Linked DNA regions of Callithrix jacchus: region 2 is linked to region 1. Evidence: chromatin contacts called from public Hi-C data. All regions are on one chromosome and are shown on one strand. The core of a region is the stretch at or near the end of the contact, and the rest is flanking DNA. Distances in the headings are between cores, read along the strand shown.

Region 1 (7,915 bases), core at 2,439-4,938:
AACAAAAACGGTCATCTCAGGCCGGGCGCGGTGGCTCACGCCTGTAATCCCAGCACTTCAGGAGGCTGAGGCGGGTGGATCACGAGGTCAAGAGTTCGAGACCATCCTGGTCAACAAGGTGAAACCCCGTCTCTACTAAAAATACAAAAATTAGCTGGGCATGGTGGTGCGCATCTGTAGTCCCAGCTACTTGGGAGGCTGAGGTAGGAGAATAGCTTGAACCCAGGAGGCGGAGGTTGCGGTAAGCCGAGATTGTGCCATTGCACTCCAGTCTGGGTAACAACAGCGAAACTCCATCTCAAAAAAAAAAACAGTCATCTCTGATGGAACTGGAGATGATTCTTTCTCCTCAATTGTAACTTCTCCAGACATTCTCGTTTTCTAGTGTAAAAGAACCGAATAAAGAATTCCATACTGTGACCAAACAAGTCACAGTGGGGCTTACCAGGAAGGGACCACAGCATATACTCAATCACACAATCCTCAAAGCAACTGCCCACCTCCTGTCCCTGCCCCTATGGCCCCCAATCCCACCTCCAGTGGACTCAGACTCCCAAAACTCACTTTCCTCCTAGTCCTCCCCTCTTCTGATCCTCCCTGTTCTCCTGGGTAAACCTCACACTCTTTGGAAAGAGTCCCCAGCAAGGATCTGAGCCCCCGCACTCCCAGAACCTCCCTTATCCCGGTTCATAATAGTAAATAAAACAACATTGCCATCACTTCATAAAGGGAAGGCAGGTGTCCCCCTCTCCCTTAGGATGCCTCCGTTTGGTCTGGGATGAGACAGGCCAGTGTCCAGATTTCACAAAACACAGTCATGGCCTGCCAGCCCCTAGACTGTCATCAGACTGCCAAACCGAAATCAAAGGCCTCTCACTGAGAGCAAACCAGCAAAAGCTGCCTCTCAATTCTCTGGGAGAGATGAGCAGTTCTAACTGTTCCTCCTTCCATCTGCCTGTCAAGGCGCCTGGGAAAATGCCCAGACTCTGCACATTGTCGCAGAGCGCCTACATGCACACAGTCTGCCAGGCTTCAGGGGCAATAAATCTGCTCTCTTACCTCTGTGTCCATGTGGGTAGCTTTGAGCTGTCAAGTCTTTTATTTCTCCAGCACACCAAGACATACATCACATAGAGTTCCCCGTGGCCCCCCACTTTCATGTCCTGGCCAAAAATCATGGAGTACCCTGACCCCCGCTGTGTCCCAGCCATAGGTTTTTCCCACCAGGCTTCAACCCAATCCAGGGCCCTGAACATTTCCAGGCCTGGAAGAAGCTATCTACAAATAAAATGATCTTGCCCCTGGGCCAAATTCCTGAAAGCTTCCTATAAACTCCATAACCCACCTCCCTTGCCAGACACATACCTGGAGAGGACATCCCTCTTCCCTTACTGCCCATCTCAAGGACTGCTACAGTCAACTCTGTGTGAAAGTTCTGCTAACAAAGGCTCTAGGCAGGGCCTGGTGCAGTGGCTAACACCTGTAAGCCCAGCACTTAGGGAGGTCAAGGCAGGAGGATCACTTGAGCTCAAAAGTTCAAGACCAACCTGGGCAACACAGAGACCTGTGTCTGCGTTATTTTTGTACACCCTGTCTCTACAAAAAAAGAAAAAGAGGGCTGGGCACAGTGGCTCAAGCCTGTAACCCCAGCACTTTGGGAGGCCAAGGCGGGTGGATCATAAGGTCAAGAGATCGAGACCATCCTGGTCAACATGGTGAAACCCCGTCTCTACTAAAAATACAAAAAATTAGCTGGGCATGGTGGCGCGTGCCTGTAATCCCAGCTACTCAGGAGGCTGAGGCAGGAGAACTGCCTGAGCCCAGGAGGCGGAGGTTGCGGTGAGCCGAGATCGCGCCATTGCACTCCAGCCTGGGTAACAACAGCGAAACTCTGTCTCAAAAAAAAAAAAAAGAAAAAGAAAAAGAAAAGAAAACTAAACTGGGCATGGTGGCTCCTATCTGTAGTCCCAACTATTTGGGAGGCTGAGGCAGGAGAACCGATTAAGCCCACGAGGTGGAGGCTGCAGTGAGCTGTGATGATACCACTGCACACCATCTCCAAAATGAAAAACAAAACAAAAAACTGCTCTGGGCTCCCCATGCATTTAGCACTTCTTTCTTTGGAATCCCAACTGGTCCCACCTGAGGATAGTGTGGGGAACTCCCTTGCTGCCACTTTTGGGGTGACTCCAGTTGCAAGTTTGGCAAAACACTCCTCATGTCACCACTCTGATGTCCTCTAAATTCAGCCCTGCTCATGTGTACGCAAGCCCCAAATCCCCACCCACAGTCCCACCACACCTTCATTTCACACTCTTTCTCATTCCCCACCATCTTCTCCAGACAACCGTTGTCCCCTGGGTCCCCCTGCCATGCCCTCCAGGTCCCCTGTGGGCCCCATTCTCCCATCTAGGTCACCCTGACCCCTTCGGCTCCCCCCGCTACATTTTCCTCCAGGTCCCTGTCATCCTCTCTAGATCCCAGCATACCCTCTAGGTACCACTGATCGATCCCTCCAGATCCCCACCAACCCCTCCAGGTCCCCTACCATCTCCTCCAGGTCCCCACCATCCCCTCCAGGTCCCCATCATCCCCTCCAGATCCCCATCAACCCCTTCAGGCCCCCACCATCCCCTCCAGGTCCCCACTGCCCCATGTCCTCCAGGTGCCACCATCCTTTTCAGGCCCCCACTGTCCTCATCCCTCCAGATCCCACCATCCCCTTAAGGTCCCACCATACCCTCCAGGTCCCCACCATCCCCTCCAGATCCCCACCAACCCCTCCAGATCCCCACCATCCCCTTCAGGCCCCCACCATCCCCTCCAGGTCCCCACCATCCCCTCCACAACCCCACCATCACCTCCAGGCCCCCACTGTCCCCATCCCTCCAGTTCCCACCATCCCCTCCAGGTCCCCACCATCCCCTCCAGATCCCACCATCCCCTCCAGATCCCCACCATCCCCTCCAGGTCCCCACCATCCCCTCCAGATCCCACCATCCCCTCCAGGTCCCCACCATCCCCTCCAGATCCCCACCATCCCCTCCAGATCCCCACCATCCCCTCCAGGACCCGCCCATCCCGTCCATGATCCCACCATCCTCTCCAGGTCCCCACTACCCCCATCCCCTCCAGGTCCCTTCGTCCCCTCCAGGTCCCCACTGTCCCCATCCTCTCCAAGTGCCACCATCTTCTCCAAGTCCCCATCGTCCCCTCCAGGACCCTACCATCTCCGCTAGGTCCCACCATCCTAGGGCCCCCCTAGATCTCCCTCTGGGTCCCACCGTTCCCTCCGGGTTCCATCATCCCCAGGCGCCCCCACACCGCCGCACCCCCGCGCCCAGAACCGCCTCTGTCCCCGCCCCTCTCCCAGCGCTGCCCGCATACCCCGCCCCCCACCAGAGATGCGGGAAGGAGGGCTCGGGCTGTGTCAGCCACAGCGCGCGGACGGAGACAAGGGCGGACACCAGTGCTTGGGCCGGGCCCCCAACAGGTCAGTGCCGTCGCTCACCTGAGGGACGCCAGACTTGCCCCAGAGCAGATCCGAGGCGCCGCGGCGAGCCTTGCGCAGGCGCAGGGCGGGCGTGCGGGGCGGGCGCCCCAGGCGCGGGTCGGGCGGAAACGCAGCGCCTTGCGCTTTCTGGTTCCGAGGCTTGTCCTTACCCTTTCTGCTCCGGCGGAAGTGAGGAGGGGGTCCTTCGACCCCAGCCCGGCCGGATGGACCGCGAGACGCGCGCGCTTGCTGACCGCCACTTCCGAGGCCTGGGGGGCGGTGTGGCTGGCGTCGGCCGGGCCCCGGACCGGGTGGCCTTTGTCTCGGATCCGGGCGCCTTCTCCTACGCCGACTTCGTGCGGGGCTTCCTGCTGCCCAACCTGCCCTGCGTGTTCTCCAGAGCCTTCACGCAGGGCTGGGGCAGCCGACGGCGCTGGGTGACTCCCGCGGGGAGGCCCGACTTCGACCACCTGCTGCGGACCTACGGTGGGGCGGCGGACGCAGACCCCGGGCAGGGAGGGGCGGCCGGCGGGACCCGGGCTCATGAGGTCCCCGCCCAGAGAGGGGCACCAGGGAGGGTGAGGGGGCCGGGCGCGTGGCGCCTCGAGAGTTCCTCTGCAGACGGTTTGGAGTGTGGACGGGGCCCAGGGAAATGGCATGGACCGTGCCTGACTTTCATTTCAGGAGACGTGGTTGTACCAGTGGCAAACTGTGGGGTCCAGGAATACAACTCGAACCCCAAAGAGCACATGCCCCTCAGAGACTACATCACCTACTGGAAAGAGTACATCCGGGGGGGCTACTCCTCTCCTAGGGGCTGTCTCTACCTCAAAGACTGGCACCTCTGCAGGTAATGGGGCTTGGGATGCACCGAGGCGCTGCCTTCCCTAGCACGGGAACCCAGAGGCCTTTCTCAGGGAGGTGGCCCAGGCGGCACCAAGAGGAGCTGTTTCCCCCCGTGAAGTACTTTAATCTGTTTAAAAGAAACTGGGTTGTCTTCGGCATGGGTGCAAGTGTTGTTCTTTGGGAGGTCAATATGGTTTTTTTTTCCTTTTTTTTGAGACGGAGTTTCGCTCTTGTTACCCAGGCTGGAGTGCAATGGCGCGATCTCGGCTCACCGCAACCTCCGCCTCCTGGGTTCAGGCAATTCTCCTGCCTCAGCCTCCTGAGTAGCTGGGATTACAGGCACGCGCCACCGTGCCCAGCTAATTTTTTGTATTTTTAGTAGAGACGGGGTTTCACCATGTTGACCAGGATGGTCTCGATCTGTTGACCTCGTGATCCACCCGCCTCGGCCTCCCAAACTGCTGGGATTACAGGCTTGAGCCACCGCGCCCGGCCTTTTTTTTCCTTTTTTTAAATGGATCCCCTCAGCCTTCCTAGTAGCTGAGATTATAGGCATGCACCTCCACGCCCAGCTAATTGCTAATTTTTTTTTTTTTTTTTTTTTGGTAAGAGACTAAATTATCCCATGTTGCCCTGTCTGGACTTGAACTCCTGGGGTCAAAACACTGATTATAGGCATGAGCAGAACTTTTTCATAAGTGAACCATTGGCGTCAGACCATCTCCCCCCACCCCACCAGCAGCAGCAGCTGGCTCAGAGAAGGTGCTGCGGCCCCTTGGCTGCAGGCATTTGGCAGCTGCACTGGAGGTGGGTGTTCTCAGGTGCCCACTCGTGTTGCCCTGGTCTTGTGTCTCACGCGCTGTTGGTGGTGCACCCTCCTCACAGGGACTTCCCGGCGGCAGCAGAGGACGCATTCACCCTGCCAGTGTACTTCTCTTCTGACTGGCTGAATGAGTTCTGGGACGCGCTCGAGGTGGACGACTACCGCTTTGTGTACGCAGGGCCTGCAGGCAGCTGGTGAGACCACAGATGTGGGGGTGGCGGGCTGGGAGGCTCAGGGTGGCAAGAGGGGGCTGCTTGGCACAGGCCTCACAGTGGGTGCCTCGAGACCAAGGGGCCACCCTCCTTCAGTTGGAGGCCTCTAGGGTGCCAAGCAAAGCCCGTACCAGCTCCTGCAGGCACGAACCAGACGCTCTTGCTGCTGCAGGTCCCCATTCCACGCTGACATCTTCCGCTCCTTCAGCTGGTCCGTCAACATCTGTGGGAGGAAGAAGTGGCTCCTCTTCCCACCAGGGCAGGAGGAGACTCTGCGGGACCGCCACGGCAGCCTGCCCTACGACGTCACCTCCCCGGCACTCTGCGACACACACCTGTACCCGCAGGGCCGGCTTGCTTGCCCACCCCTGGAGGTCACGCAGGAGGCGGGCGAGATGCTGTTTGTGCCCAGTGGCTGGCACCACCAGGTACACAACCTGGTAAGGCAGTGAGGCGCCCTGAGGCCTGGATCCAGGATGTGCTGCTCTCCTGCTCCTGTCAGGGGCCTTCCTGCAGGAAGACGGCAGCACCTCCTCCCCACTGTCCCAGCCAGAGCGGGGCTGGGATGGGGTGGCTCGTGGGTGAGGCTGGTCCCTTCACAAGGTGGCATCACTGAGGCCCAGCCTGTTTCACCCCTGCTGGTCCCTAGATCTACTTGCCCTGGGTTCGCTGTGGCATGAGGTGGTCCCAGTCTAATACCCACTTCCCTGCTGAGCAAGCCCCACGGTGAGACAGGAGGGCCCTTCTGGCTGCAGAGGGCTGGACCCCACAGTGGGTTCCTGGTGCAGGAGGTGTGGGCTGGTTGGGGGCTCCTGCCGTGGGTTCAGGCCTGCCCGCACCGTGCCCCTTCCAGGATGACACCATCTCCATCAACCACAACTGGGTCAATGGCTTCAACCTGGCCAGCATGTGGTGCTTCCTGCAGCAGGAGCTGCGTGCCGTGCAGGAGGAGGTCAGCGAGTGGAGGGACTCCATGCCAGACTGGCACCACCACTGCCAGGTGGGGCGGCTGCACACGGAGGCCACTGGGGCCAGGTCCTCGTGAGGCCTGCAGGCTCAGGGTGGGTGTGGCTGTGAGGCCGAGCTGCGGGTAGGCGCGGGCTGTGAGAGTGTGGAGTAGCCTGGGCTGAGCCCCCGGGAGGCTTTTGGGCTGTGTGGCTCAGACCCCCTGTTCCCCGCCCGGCTTCTCAGTGCCTCTGTCTTACTGGTCCCCTCTTCGTCCTTGGAGAATGGGCGCATGTCGGGTTCTTTGCAGCCTGCACTGTGTCCTCAGCTCACTGGCCTCTTCCTTCTGCGCAGGTCATCATGAGGTCCTGCTCAGGCATCAACTTTGCAGAGTTTTACCACTTCCTCAAGGTCATTGCCGAGAAGAGGCTTCTGATCCTGGGGGAGGCGGCCGCCAGGGATGATGCTGGGTTGAGCTTCGAACAGGCAGCCTTTGATGCTGGGCGCCTCACAGACGTGCTGGCCTCCTTGGTTGCGCACCCCGACTTCCAAAGAGTGGACACCAGCATGTTTTCACCACAGCCCAAGGAGCTGCTGCAGCAGCTGAGGAAGGCTGTTGCTGCCACCTCCGCCCCATAGCACCTGTCGAGAGGACAGAAGGATGGGCGGAGGAGAGGATGAGAGCCAGCCTCCTGCTCCAGGGCCCTTCCAGAAATAAAGAGCGCCCTCCCTATGACCTGGGGCCCACCCCTGTCGAGCCTCGTGGCCTGGCTATTCATGGCCACTGGGCTGTTTTCGGGTGAGGCCCAATGAGGTCAGGAACCCAAGATGGGATGTGGCCCTTCTGACCTGCAGCAGGCCTGCTGGGAGCTCAGGGGTGGCGCCATGACCCCTTTCTCTCGGGGGCCCTGCCTTCTTAGGCTGGGATGCCTAAGCTGACAGGAGGCCATGTCTTCTCTGGAGGCTCCTCTCTCTAGACCAGCCCTATCCCCTCATCTCAGGCCTAGGTGGCCACCCTTGGCTCTGCCCTGTGGGCTCAGGGAGGGGTTGGAGCAGTGCTGTGCAAGCTCACCAGGGCCTCCAGGCAGGGCTGGGGCTGGCCCATCCTCCAGGTGATAGGCTGCAGAGTCAGTGGCCTGCGCCTTTATGGGTCCCCAGAGGGGATGGCCAGGCTGGGCTGGCCTCTAAGCAGGGCTGGCAAAGAGCCTTGTCCTCGGCCACTTCCCTGCCTTCAAGGTAGCCTTTGCAGGGCCTGTGGGCAGCTGGAGAAGCCATTGATGTTGGGGTGGAATCCCATCTGCTGCTGAATCCACACTTGGGCCTGGAGAGGCTGTGTCTGTTGTGCACTCACAGCTGGGTCTTCCCAAGGATGCTGTTCTCAGGAGCGGTGTGTCTCTGGCCCCTCTGCACACTGGGCATGATGGAGGTGTGGGCAGGCTTGTCCAGGCCAATCAAGGGTTCTGTCTGTTCAGCAGTGAATAGCCCAGGCCTGTGGTGGGGAATGGACTCTTGTGGGGTCCTCCTGCAGAGGATGCCCCCAGGCCTCAGCCCTCTAGCAATCCACAGTATGTGGAGACTGGCACTCTGCCAGCCCTG
Region 2 (7,915 bases), core at 3,144-5,643, 180 kb before region 1:
CTTGGAAAGCATGCTGAACCCTAGGGCGGGTGGGGCAGGGAAAACCCAGCCTGGCCTTAAACACTTCCTGCAGTCCCTTGGGGCTTTGGCCAGCTGCCCAGCGTGTCCACTCCAATTACACATCTGGAGCTGGGGACGCCACCACAGGAGGGGCTCCGGGTGCCATGGGAAGCACTGGGAGTTGACTGAGCTACAATTCCATGGGTTCTGGGACCTTCACAAGCCCCTGCTCTGCCTGGGGCCACCTCATCCCGCTGGGTCTCCTGGAGTCGATGTCTGTTGGGAGCCATGTCTAGCTATCCCTGAAAGGTCTGACCATCTCCTTCCGCACTGAACAGTCACCCTGGCAAAAGGCCGTTAAGGGCCTTTGGGGAATGCTGGGAGAGAGATAAGAACAGTAAGATTTTGGAGCACAGTGGGTCCCCCCTCAAGGGGCCTGGGTCTGCAACTGGTTCAAATTTGGGACTTGACTGAGGAGCCTGGACTTCGGAATTTTTAATATAATTTTTTTCAGACAGGCTCTCGCTCTGTTGCCCACGCTGAAGTGCAGTGGTATAATCATAGTTCAGTGCAGCCCTGAACTCCTGGGCTCAAGCAATCCTCCTTCCCCAGGCTCCTGAGTGGCTGAGACTACAGGCACACACTGTAATGGCCACCTAACTTGTTTCATTTTTTTTATTTGTATTTTTAGTAGAGAGGGTTTCACCACGTTGGCCAGGCTGGTCTCGAACTCCTGGCTTCAAGTGATTCGCCTGCTTCAGCCTCCCCAAATGCTGGGATTACAGGCATAAGCCACTGTGCCTGGCCCAGCTAATTTGTTTTTCTTCCTTTTTTTTTTTAGATGAAATTTCATTTGTGTCGTCCAGGCTGGAGTGCAATGACTGAATCGTGGCTCACTACAACCTCTGCCTCCCAGGTTCATGCGATTCTCCTGCCTTGGCCTCCTGAGTAATAATGATTACAGGTGCCCACCACTACACCAGGCTAATTTTTTATTTTTTTATTTTTAGTAGACAGGGTTTCACCACGTTGGTCAGGCTGGTCTTGAACTCCTGACCTCAGGTGATCCACCTGCCTCAGCCTCCCCAAGTGCTGCGATTACAGGCATGAGCCACTGTGCCCAGCCTGCTAATTTGTTTTTCTTTCTTTCTTTCTTTCTTTCTTTATAGACACAAGGTCTTCTTTGTTGGTCAGGTTAGTCTGGAACTCCGGGCCTCTGGCGTCCATACCTGGCTTCCCAAAGTACTGGTAATAGAGGGGTAAGCCCCACACCTGGCCTGGTATTGATTGGCGTTAGACTTCTGTTCACCCGACTGTGGGCCGGAGATGGCTTATCCTGCCTACTCCCCTCCCCTTACCTGGAGAGCTTCTTAGGGCTGGGAGGCCGTGGGAAGTTGTGGGTACGACGCACCTTCCAGCCAGAGAACCAGCAGCCTCGGCTTCTCCAATGGAAACACAGAGGCCACTTTGCCATGGGCCAGACTGCAGTCTACTGGATGGCAGTGAAAAAGCCCACCCTCCCTGGGAAATGTCTCCCCCTCACACCGTGCCCAAGGTTGTCTGGATGTGGCTTAGGTGGGAGAAGCAGGGGGCGGGAGCAGGCGCTTGCCTCCCTAGCGCCATGTGCCCTTGGGCGGGTGAACGCTGCCCTCTGGGAGGGGCCACCAGCTGCTGCAGTTGAGACAGCAGGCAGACCGTGGTGGGTGAGGGCAGCCAGACATGAAAGGGAGTTTGAGGCTGGGAGATTTGTGGAAGAGGGTGTGGGAGATTTGTGGGAGGGAGTGTGGTTCCCCTTGGGTCCAGGTAGGCTGAGGGGACCACCTCGGTCTGTCACCATCATCCCAGGTGCAGGGAGGTGAGAGCTGGGCCAGTCTGCCAGACCTCAGGGGTATCTGTGGCATTACCCCCTGCATAGGGCACTGGGCCCTACCACCCATGTGCCCTGGGTCCTGTCAGCCACATGCTCTGGGTCCTGATAGGCTCCTGGCTGGGCGGGGGCTTCAAGTGGGGGTTTGGTGGGGCCACTCAGGTCTGGCCTGTCAGTCCCACCACCACCGAAAGCTGCCAGGAGCTGATGGCCTCCCTCCTCTGGGGAAACAGCAGGGCCCTTCCTGAGTCCATGGATGTTGGATGTTCCTTCTCAGCACCCTCGTGCACCAAATGTGTTCCCAGAGTCCAGGGCTGGGACTAGAGACCCCTCGCCCTCAGCCGGCCAGGCAGCTGCCTCGTTCCTCAGGGACCACTACGCTGCCTGGGACAGCTAACCGGGAGAGCGCTTCACGCCCAGTGGACGGGAGCTGTGTTGCCAGAGGCTTGTGATGCATGTTTACAATCTCACGCCTCTTCTTGGAGGCAATCTCCATGCCTTTAAGCCTGTGATCGCCTGCCTGCTCTCCTCTGCTGCCTCTTGCCTCCAGGTGCTAGAGCTGGACCTTGGGGGCTCACTGGTGCCCACGGTTGTGCAGCACGTGGGCCTCCCCGGGGTTGCTGCAGCCTGGGTGGCTGGGCTGCCGTCTGCCCTCCGTTTGCTGAGCCAGCCCCACTTCAAGGGAGGCGGCTCATCCCCTCATGAGCAAAAGAGGACAAATGAGTGCCCTCTCCCCACCCCACAGGAGGGGGTCCTATGGATGGGGAAGGATGTGAGGCCAGTCACACTCAGTGGAAAAGCAGAACCAGGGGCCAGGGCTCTCATACAGGACATCACACCTTAGAGAAAAGCCACCAGTCACTGGAGTTGGTTGGGTCTCAGACGGGGAAACTAAGGCCCAAGAGGGAGTGACTGCCGGGCCCAGTCTCCTCCCTGCCCCAGCCTTACCCTGCCCCACATGTACCTGGAGCTCACGTGGCAAGCTGGCCAGGATGGACTCAGGAAGGGCATGGTCACCAGGGTGGCCCACGTGGCCAGGCTTTCCCAGGGAAGCAGGGCCAAGAGCCCAAGAGGTGGTGAGGGTGGCTCAGAACCCTCATGGGGGCCATTTTCTGCTGTTTTCTTCTCCTGAGGACTCCTCATATCCACCTGTCACTGCCACAGTCAGGTCGCTGATGGGCAGGGTTTCACAGCCTTCTGGGGCATTTGCTCTTCCCCCCGGGTCCTGCGGTCACTGTGCCAGAATCAGCCCCTGCAGACGCAGAGGTCACTGCCTAGAGAGGCCTTCCTTCCCGGGGGCAGTGCTGGTCCCGAAGCCCAGGTCTCTGAGGCCCCTGCAGCACGTGGCCGGGCAGGCTCGCTGGCCCTAAGTGTTCTTGGTCTTGGCAGCCTGGCCTGTGGGGGGGGGGCACCACCCCGCACTGACCAGGGTCTGCAGGTGGCAGGTGAATGACATGCCTCCACCAGCCTGGATCCGGAACCCGTTCTTGTGTCTCTTGCTTTGCGGCACAGAGGCCCCATCCAAAGAACCTCAAAGCCTTCTCCTGGACGTTCCGTCTGGAACGTGTGCACCTGTGTCCTAACGCCAGCTCTGGGTCCTCTGACACCATCCTGCTTCAGAAGCGGCTCTGAATCCGCATCAGCAGCGGGGACGAGTCTCTGGGCGGCGACTCTGCCCTTCTAGCTGCCTGGGCGTGCACCTTCCATCCCAGGAGTCCTCTTTCTCCCCAGTCCCGGCCAGGAAACAGGAGAAGGGCGTCGCCCGATGGCTGGTGTGGCAGTGTCTTAGCCGCTAGCTCCCCTCCCACAATTTAAGAATGGGGAGACCACCAGGACCCCAAAAGATAGAGCGACTCACCTCTCAGCCCCAACAGGCCACGTCGCTTCATCCCCAGGCCCAAAGCAGCCACCGTGCCCGCCAGAGAGGAGCGCTTCCTTGGCCCCGCTCTTGAGGGGGTTAGCAGGCGCAAAGGGCGCAGGCATCGCCGGCTAGCCCGCCTCCTCCTCGCCAGGCTTCCCCCAGGGCAGCAGCGCAGCGCCCAACTCGGGGTAGACGCCCGGGTCCTCTGCATCCCCGACCGTCCCAGCCTCGAGCCCCGCCGGCAGCTAGCCCGGCCGCCAACGCCTCCCCTCCCCTCCCCCTCGGTCCCGCCCCCGGGGCCACCCCAAGCTCCGCCGGCAGCGCCCCCAACGCTCTACCCGCTTCCCCGCGCCCGCCCCCGGCCCCCCGAAGCCGTCCCGCGGCGGCCGCCCAGAGTTCTCGCCCGCCCCGCCCTCGGTTCCCACCGCTCTCCGCCCCTCCTTCCTCCGTCCCCGCGGGCGGGGCGCGCCTGAGACCCGCGCCGGGAGAGGCGGCCGGGGCCCCGCGTGGCCAGGAGGGGCCGGCGGGCGGGCGGGCGCGCGCGCGGCTCGGGTTTCGGCCCGCCCCCGGCGCCGGCGTGATCCCCTCCCGGGCGCGGGGCGGGGCCGGGCCCAGCTGGCCGCGCTCCGGGCGCTATAAGAGGGCGGCGGCCGCGACGCGTCCTGCGCGGAGCTGGGAGCGCGATGGTCGGCCGCCGCGGCGCGGCAAGATGCTGGATGGGCCCCCGCTGGCGCGCTGGCTGGCCGCGGCCTTCGGGCTGACGCTGCTGCTCGCCGCGCTGCGCCCTTCGGCCGCCTACTTCGGGTAGGTGCCTTCCGCGGCCGGCGCGCACGGGTGGGCGGGGGCGGCAGAGCCGGGGCGGGGGCGTCGGAGTCCCGGGGGTGGCTCGGGCCGGGGCGCGGCGGGGCCGCCGGGTTGCCTGGCGCTGTGTGTTTGCCGCGCGCGCGTCGCTCCGTCCGCTCCGCGGCGGGGCACGGTAGAGAGGCGGGCGGACCCGTCGGGCTTGCGCGGGGCCGCCGTCCTCCGTGACCGCGGAATCGTGGTGGTCGCCGCCGCGGTGAGCGGGACCGCCTCTCGATTAGGGACTGGGATCAGGTCCCGGCTTCTTGGGGCCGCCCTGTGCTTGCCAAACGGCTGGAGCCTGAGTCTTCGGCCGCAGCCCATCGCCCACCTAGCAGCTCCCCGCCTTTCTCTCCTCGAGAAGTTATTTAACAGTAACAAAAATACGTACAAAATCCAGATGTTCCTTGCGCTGAGCCCCAAAGGGAGAAAGAAAGAAAAAAAAACCCTCCAAGCTGGAGGAATTTGTTTTTCTTGCGCTTTGCTTCTGACGCTGTGGCGTGGACCCCTGCCCGCGGGAGCGCGTCTGCAGGACCTGGCCTGGAGCGCAGGGCCCGGCCGGAGCGTCCCGCGGTGTCACTGCCGGTGCTCGCGTGTGTCTGCAGCGGCGCCTTGCCGGGCTGTCGGCGCGTTTCTCTGCCTTTCCTTCCCTTCCCCCCTCCCAGGTCGGGGATGCCCAGCCCAGCGACCTTATAGGGACCTCGCCGCGCTTCGGGCACGCCGAGGTGCAGGGTGGCACCGTGCGAGGCAGCGCCCCCGGCCTCCCCGCCACTCTCCCACCTCTGCCCCGGGCGCCGCCCCTGGGAGCCCTGGTTGGCCTTCGGATCCCAGCCCCCGACCTGGGCGCCCTGGGCCGCTCCCTGGGCCGCCGCCCTCCGCCGGTCACCTGTTCCCGGCCCTCTGGCCCGAGCGCCGGCGCGAGGCTGCCTGGCCGGCAGAGGGCCCCGTTGGTCCAGGAATCTGGCACCCGCCAGGGTGGGGAGAGGCCGCCTGGGCCGAGGAGCCCTGCAGGTGTATCCTGTTCTCAAAGAAAATAAAATATTTTCATGGGAAACTTTCCCTTTGTGTTTTTCTTTCTCCGCCTTTTTTCTCTCCGTTCCTTTCTTCTGGGTCGTCTTCCAGGGTCAGCTCGGTGTCTCCGTTCCCTGGGGCCCCCACCCACAACCCTCTCCTGGCTCCGACTGTGGGTACGGCCCTGGGCCGGGCTGGCACGCCACGGCACGCCATCTGTGCAGCCCGTAGCCTCACCCGGGAAGGCAGAAGGGAGGGCCACAGGTCCGCGGTGAGTCACGGGGGCCTTGCCAGCCAGCTGTGCTTCCCTGCTCTCCGGCCCAGCGGAGGCTCTGCTCCTCTGGCTCCGGACACACCCTGGGCTTGTCTGGGCTGGGCGGCTTTGTCCCTGCTGTGATCCGATTCCTGGCGACGGGGTGGGGCTGGGTCCTGGCCTCTCCTCCTCTGATCTGTCTCTGGGCTCTGCGCCCCGGTGGAGGTCAAGGGGCTCTGCTGCTTTAGCTGAGTGCGTGTGTTTCAGCTCTCTTGCTTTCTTGCTGTGGTGGCTTCTCTGGCCAGGCCCCCTGGGCCCTGCTTCTTAGCTGCAAAGGGCCCATCAAGGGAGGATTCCTGAGTCCTGTCCTGAGGGCAGTTCTCCACATAGCCGCCATGTGGGAAGTCCAGAGGGCAAAGCCTTCAGGGACAGCTGGCATTGCAAGAGGGCAGCTAGGACTCTGTTTGACGGAGAATGAGCGCCTTCCCGAACCAGGGGCTGGGGAGGCGTCCTGGGTCAGGGCAGGCCAGGCTCCCCAACTCTAGTCAGCTCCTGAGGTTGGGCTGTGGAGGGGAAGAGGGCACAAAGGGCTCCAGGCTGGCTTGTGTGTAGAGAAAGGCCTCTCCTGCTGGTTGGGGTCTGGGACTGTGGCTCCTGGCCCAGCGAAGGCAGGGGCGGCCCAGGGCATTAGAGGCCAGGTGGAGCTGGATCGGGGCCAGTGTGGCCCTCCCCAGCTCCAGTCCAGGGAGCAGGGAGAAGGGGCTGGGATCTAGGGCCTTTTTTTCCCTTCCCCCCTCTTGAGAGCTCTGCCTGGCACGGAGGCTCCCGGGCAAGAACGCGGCTCCAGTTACAGCCCAGGAACCCGGAGAGGAGAGCCTGGCCTGGGGGAGGGTCATGTGGGCCCACGGGAGTCCTCGCTGCCCCCTCCCTGAGCTGCAACCCAACCCTGGCCGGTGCCTGCTGCCCTCCTGGAAGCCTCTGGCCACCAGGCTGGACCCCCTGTGGGGAAGAGGCTCCCTTGGCCTGGCCCTGCACCTCCGCCTGGCTAGCAGGTGGAGTTTCCATCTGGTTCTCCCAGGGCCGTGTCCCCATGCCTCCTTGCTGGCTTGGCCCCAAGCCCTTCTAGACAGAGGGGTAAGCAGGGAGGCCAGCCTGAGGCCATGGGGAGGGCTTGGGGTGCAGACTCAGACCCTCTCCTGAGGCTGCAGCGAGAGGGTAGGCCTGGGGGTGGCCTGAGGACATGGCTTGTCCTCTGTTGGGAGGCCCCTCTGGCCTCACCCTTGCTGGGTTGTGGTCTCAGGTAAGATGGTGGGTCCGGATTAGACGCTGGGGCTGCTCCTCGGCTGGGCCCACACACTGGATGTGGTGTCGGGGCTGGGTCTGGGGGCTGTTGGTGCCCAGTGGGGCTTGAACCCCTGCCCCTGGCTGGTGGGCTGCCTGGCTCCCTGGCACTGTGGCCTTATCCTTAGGGGTCCCGGCTAGCTTGGGACAAGGGCAGCAGCTTCCCACGGGGGCTGTTCTCTAAAGGCCCTGAGGCTGTTTTGTGGTGGTGGCCTTGTAGATAACTCAGGAAACATTTGCAGGCCACTCTGGGGGCCGAGATGGTGGGAGGCCCGGCCCTGCCAGGTTGTCCCCTTCTCTGGGCCTCAGTAGCCTGGAGGCCTGCCTGGAAGAGGCATGAGCAAGGCTGGCACTGAGGGATTGTTGAGGTGCCCCCGGCTGTGGCTCCAGAGCCAGCCGTCGGGACTGGAAGGTGCTTGGAACTGATCCAGAGCCCAGGCTGAAGGGAGTGACCACTGCGAATCAGGGGCCCGGTGGCTTTTGTTATTGGATGTAACTCACGTCCTGTGAAATCCACCCTTTTAAAGTACATATCCCCGTGGTTTTGAGTACCTCATTTGCCAGGCCTTGCAGCTCTTACCACTGTTTGATTCCAGAACATTTTCCTCACCCCAGAAACCTCATACGCATTAGGCGGTCGCTGCCATCCCTTCCCCCAGTCCCTGGCAAGCACTCGTCTGTGTTCTGTCTCCATGGGTCCGCCTGTCCCGGGCGTTTCCTAGAAATGGAATCCTGTGCGGTG

Evidence for each region. Hi-C and Micro-C count contacts between places; a contact is called where the count stands out from the background.
Region 2: a Hi-C map of skeletal muscle shows a contact between it and region 1, with 5 times the contacts expected there. The contact joins the promoter of WNT9A here to the promoter of JMJD4 in region 1. A contact is called at or near these places in 2 of 3 Hi-C or Micro-C datasets (both in skeletal muscle).

Annotation. Positions count from the first base shown.
Region 1 is chr19:38,615,359-38,623,273 of calJac240_pri, reverse strand. It overlaps JMJD4 (jumonji domain containing 4), which reads left to right and starts at 3,688. Exons shown (of 6, transcript XM_078357090.1): 1 at 3,688-3,979; 2 at 4,178-4,343; 3 at 5,225-5,332; 4 at 5,547-5,802; 5 at 6,228-6,374; 6 at 6,674-7,915. The coding sequence starts at 3,718. The coding sequence ends at 6,958. SNAP47 (synaptosome associated protein 47) reads right to left here and starts at 3,573. Exons shown (of 7, transcript XR_013529912.1): 1 at 3,512-3,573. It also overlaps the pseudogene LOC144580330.
Region 2 is chr19:38,795,192-38,803,106 of calJac240_pri, reverse strand. WNT9A (Wnt family member 9A) reads left to right here and starts at 4,393. Exons shown (of 4, transcript XM_035280681.3): 1 at 4,393-4,532. The coding sequence starts at 4,438.